Regions from separate parts of the Sus scrofa genome. Here region 2 is linked to region 1. Evidence: chromatin contacts called from public Hi-C data. All regions are on one chromosome and are shown on one strand. The core of a region is the stretch at or near the end of the contact, and the rest is flanking DNA. Distances in the headings are between cores, read along the strand shown.

Region 1 (2,700 bases), core at 93-2,592:
AGATGGGGGTCCATTCTGCCTCACAGAGGTGGGGAAGTTGAAGGAACGTTTTGGGAGAAACACAGAAGTAACAAATGATCTGAGTTTGGACGAAAGAGTTGGGTTTAGCCCAGTGGAGGAGATGGACCGTTGGGAGAGGGAAGACCAAGGAAAACCACATGAGTAAAACTACTGATCTTCGAGAGAGAAAAAAGTAGCTGCAAGGGACTAAAAGCATTTAAGCTTGGTTCCACCACCTTCCAACTCCCGAGCTTCTATGAGCCAAAGCAGCTTTTTGTGATCCACACAGATGATGTAGATTTTTAGGCTTTTCTCCATCTTCCTTTCCTACATTTCAAAATCTGGATATAGACAGACCAATGAAAGGTTACAATAAATACATTAGATATATAAGGCTTTAGTGAGTTTAAATCTGAAGTGATCTAACCAATATTTTTTGAAGCTGTGTAATTTGCCCCTATGAGGTATAAGCTGTGGCTAGTGACCTTCAGGATTTGAGAATTGACCTGAGGTATGCACAGACCTCTAATCCTAAGTAAAATTTTCAGCCTAAGACATGAAGATTTATCATGACTTTGCCCCAAAGCATTCCTCCCCCACTTCAGCTTTTTCTCGTACCTTGTCCTCTTACACAGCCTTCCCTGGGCCCAACCTCTCTGCTTACTGCTCTGCAATCCTGGCTCTGATGTTTCCACCCCTGTCTTTGCTCCAACTGTCCCATCAGCCTGGGTGCACCCATTCCACTGCTGCCAACCCATCCTTGAGGGCTGAGCTGAGTGTCCCTTACTCCAGCGGACCTGTTCCACTGCTGCCAACCCATCCTTGAGGGCTGAGCTGAGTGTCCCTTACTCCAGCGGAGCCCTACAGCTCCACTCCTGACTGTGAGCCAAAGCAACCTCATTCGCCGAGGAAAGAAGACGTTTTCATTCATCTTTGTTTCTCCTGTCACGCCTCCAAAGTCACCTTGCAGAGAGAGCCAGCCAATTTTTTCCAATCGACTCATGAATATTTACTGAGCTCCTCCTATGCACCAGGCACTGTTCTAGATATCAAAACTACATAGGTGGGGAGAAAAGAAGAAACAACCTACCACCCCTGCCCTTATGGAGCTTCCACTGGTGGGTAGAGGGAGATCTGAGCAGTAGACTAGGAAGAGGTCCAGGTGGCTGCATTAGGAACAGTCTGCAATCAGCCATCAAACCCTACAGCAGTCAAAGGTGAAGCCCCGGCCACGTTCCCCTGTTTTCTGTCTCCTGGCTTCCCCTCAGCTAGACCCATGGATGTATCCAACTGCAGGCACTTACCCTAACAACATCTGACATTCCTAAAACCTTAAAACAAGATGTGCTTAAATGCCTCGGCCCCCACACTGGGCCATTAGGAACTGAGTCACTCCTGCTCCTAGAATGTTACCCAATACTGACCATGAGGTTTTCCATGTTATGTTCCAATTTGCCTTTATTCTTAATCAGATACAGCTGACATTATCATACAAACGTCATCGTTCATTAGCTAAACCTTATTCTGCTATAGACATCGTGGAGATAAATAGTTTTCATCTCTTTTCCTATAACCAATAAATGAAATGTACATTGGCAGGTCACAATGGGATAAGCACTGTTTAAGAGATTTGAAAGCTGTGATCAAGCTATGGTAATAAAATTCTGGGAACCTCCTGTCCATTTAAAATATTACAAGCACCCATCAATAGACAATAACTGCTTTCAGACTCTAAAGTGATAGAAGGAGATATCACTGACCATTTTGCAAAGTCAGCTTAGCACATGGATTGATGGATTTGCTTTAATAACTGTCTATATTATGTTTTTCTTTTGGGTCTCTCTTAACCTTCCAGTTTGACCAGATAGTGACACACCTATGACCATGCCAGATGGCCTTCCCCAAAAGGGAAACAAAATGGAAATTTTCTGGTTAAGGAAAAAGACTCTGCATTCTACTGGTCTCAATTTTTCCTTATGTCAAACTTAGTCCGAATTCTTGCTTGGATTCTGACCCCAGTGTACGTCTCTTACACGGTCTCATGGGCACAATTATTGCTTAAAAATAGCGCTATCACCAATTTATAGAGTACATTGTAGCATTCGGAATTATACCAAGTAAAAATGGCATCCAACGATATAAAATAGTAAATATTTTAGCAAGGAATTCCAGATATCTGCAAATCTTGGGTGGCCAACTTGTGAGAAGTGACAGGGGTGAAATAGCAGTGGCCTCAAAATCGAATTGTTGTTTTCCCAGACAACCAGACTGGTAAAGCCTAATGGCCCTACTGCCAGTTACACTAACCTTCATGGGTTAGCGTTTATGTGCATTTTCAAAGTCAGAGGAAAATAAATACTCACATAACACTGCCACTAACTTATTATGATCACACTAAGATAAGTCCATTTTTTCCATAGGTTGCAGATCTCAACTGCTTGGCTTGATACTTTTAACACTATACCAAAATTACCTCCACAACAAGTAATCCACATATTGAAAGGAGAGGTCTGAAAATTCCTATTCAGAATAAACACATTCTTTCATTCACTTAGCTTCCAGGAGTATCTTCATGTATAAGCAGAGTTCTGAGCAGTATGATGATAAAACGTGGTATCCATTTTTAAGAATCCTAAATGACTATAAACACTTACAATTCTATTAAGGAAAAGAAAGTAAGAATAACTTATTCAATTCATA
Region 2 (2,700 bases), core at 152-2,651, 440 kb before region 1:
TTGGAAGTTCTTTTTTTTTTTTTTTTTTTGTCTCTTTGTCTTTTTTTTGTTGTTGTTGTTGTTGTTGTTGCTATTTCTTGGGCCGCTCCCGCGGCATATGGAGGTTCCCAGGCTAGGGGTTGAATCGGAGCTGCAGCCACCGGCCTACGCCAGAGCCACAGCAACGCGGGATCCGAGCCGCATCTGCAACCTACACCACAGCTCACGGCAACACCGGATCGTTAACCCACTGAGCAAGGGCAGGGACCGAACCCGCAACCTCATGGTTCCTAGTCGGATTCGTTAACCACTGCGCCACGACGGGAACTCCTGGAAGTTCTTGACTGCAAAGATGATTCTTTTGTCTGATGACAAACAGCAGCCACATTGTCAGGGATTACTTGGAGCCTCCACGCTGGTGCTAAGGAGTGGCGCATTCAATGGAAGGAACAGGAGGGATAAAAGTTTGGGCTTTTATCAGGTGTGTTCTTTATCTGAGTTCTCTCTCTTGAGAGTCATAATCTCTTGTATTCTACAGTCCATCTCCCATGCAACTATCGGAGACACACCTTCCCCAGAAAGGCCTGGGGAAAAGAAGCCAAAAATATTCCTTAGTCTGATTTTGGTGAGGTCCTTGGCTCGACACAGAGTAGAAGCAGGTGTTCTCGTTCAAGAGGAGCCTATTGTGTTGACTCGACTTTGTGTATCTCTCCGTGTAAACTGACTGTGATTCGGTGGCAAGTGGTTGAGGATCATGATTGCTGACTTCATGCCTACTCTACATCATTAGCAGGTATTACTACAGGTTTCAAGGAGAGAGACATAACCTAGGAGAAGATGATTCTGCTACTGAGTGCATACTGATGTGAAACGGGGGGGAACCGGCAAAGATGGAAGCAAGCTGATGCAACCAAGCGGTCTCATGGCCAGCATGAGGGTTGATGCAACCAAGCGGTCTCATGGCCAGCATGAGGGTTGATGCAACCAAGCGGTCTCATGGCCAGCGTGAGGGTTGAGGTGGTAGAAACGAGGAGGGAGGAGCCCATCCAGAAACTTCTATGAAGAACTTCCAAGTTCCCAGGCTGTTCCTCTGAGAATAGAGAATTTGAAACAGAATCTTGGCAGAAGACGGTGATTGGGAAACTACAATCATTCCGACCAGTTACATGTTCTACCGCTGCTCCAGCTTGGCAGTGAGCTTTCTGACTCAGTGGAGAGGTGATTACACATTGAAAACTTGGCTTTAGCGTCTCCCCACCAAGGACCCCTGGGATGCTGCAGTTAATCAGCCAACTGGTCATCAAGGGTCACTTGACATTTTGAAAATGTGTTTTAGATACCTGGGCCAGTCTGTTGATACATTCTTTTAGTGTCCCTGCAGAGTTGGAACCACCCGTGGCCAACGGGACATGTCAGGCATTGTCTCCACACATGGAACCGCTTTACTGGGGAGCCTGGGCCAAGACATGATGAGCTCCATCCTGCCGTCTGACTTAGAGGTGGAGAAACTGGAAATATTGGGACAGCGGATTACAGGCTTGAAGATGAGGCACTCTGGGAACCTGGAAACCCACAGGATGGGAACGAGGTGGCTCAGGGCACAAGGGCAGCCTCCCAGCACGAGCACCAGCACCAGAAAATGGATCAAAGTCCATTATTATCCCTAGGAACTTTCTTAGGGTAGCTACAACGCAGGGCTTCTCCTTGGGCTTGAGTCAAGTAACACACCCTTCCCCGAACACACACATCGTTCTCTAGGCATATTATTACTCTGAGATCAGGTAAAAATGGTCATAGGTCTTGAAGAGACAAGTCTCAATGAGAGAGGGAGATACAATCCATTAATGTTGTTCCTGACCAATTTTTCCTTGAGAATAGTGAGTAGGGACTTTGCCTATTGGTTGAATGAATGCAAAATCATGGGCAGTCTTTTCCCTTTTTAAAGGCAGCTGGTGGAATCAATCTTTTTTTCTTTTTCACAAGTCTTCCTACTAGGATTCATCTTCCGTGTCCTCCATCAATGCCCCTGCTACCTTCTTAACCTCCACCCATTCGAAGCAACAAAAAAGCAGATCCTGGGCAACCTGATTTTTTCAGAAAAAATTCTTCAACTTGTAACTCTCTTTGTCTTTAATTACCTACATACCTCCTGGTACAGAATAATAAAGGTCAATATGATGATAACAGCTAACAAAAAGCAATGTGCTATGGGCTTAATGGGAAATGTATCTTTTCAGTCTTAGTAAGTAGAAGTAGGTATTATTAATACCTCCATTTTCAAGATGAGTAAATTGAGGTTTAGAGACATAAACTTGTCAAATATTATACTGTGGAAAATGGAGCTGGATGTGAATTCAGTTCATCGGTCTCCAGAATCTGTGTTTTCAATTTTTCTATGATTCAGGAATAGTTTAAATCCCTCCAGATGATTTATAGCTTCAGTATAATCTCCATCAAAATCTCACAGGCTCTTTTGTAGAAATTGACAAGCTGATCCTAAAATTTATGCGGAAATGCAAGGAATCCAGTATAGCCAAAATATTCTTGAAAAGGAAGAAAAAAATAGAGGATTTGCACTTCCTGATTATAAAATGTACTATAAAGTCACAGTAATAAATTTTTGGTCAGTGATGCCAAGGCAACTCATGGAGAAAGGTTAGCTTACTCAAAAATGGTGCTGGGACAACTGGATATCCTTAGGCAACAAGATGACTTTAGACC

The links. Hi-C and Micro-C count contacts between places; a contact is called where the count stands out from the background.
Region 2: a Hi-C map of embryonic fibroblasts shows a contact between it and region 1, with 2.6 times the contacts expected there. The contact joins two enhancer-like sites. A contact is called at or near these places in 8 of 47 Hi-C or Micro-C datasets (embryonic fibroblasts, epiblast stem cells, fetal heart ventricle and 4 more).

The regions. Positions count from the first base shown.
Region 1 is chr9:126,920,888-126,923,587 of Sscrofa11.1, reverse strand. The region is part of intron 1 of HMCN1 (hemicentin-1); the gene reads right to left. Among named protein-coding and RNA genes, the nearest start is that of HMCN1, 72 kb to the right of the region's middle. Within about 2 kb of position 1,342, at least 3 of the 83 cell types and tissues checked have an H3K27ac peak or open chromatin away from gene starts, as enhancers often do. A contact at or near this core is called in embryonic fibroblasts, where this site is marked.
Region 2 is chr9:127,363,727-127,366,426 of Sscrofa11.1, reverse strand. No RefSeq gene overlaps it. Among named protein-coding and RNA genes, the nearest start is that of PRG4, 99 kb to the left of the region's middle. Within about 2 kb of position 1,401, at least 3 of the 83 cell types and tissues checked have an H3K27ac peak or open chromatin away from gene starts, as enhancers often do. A contact at or near this core is called in embryonic fibroblasts, where this site is marked.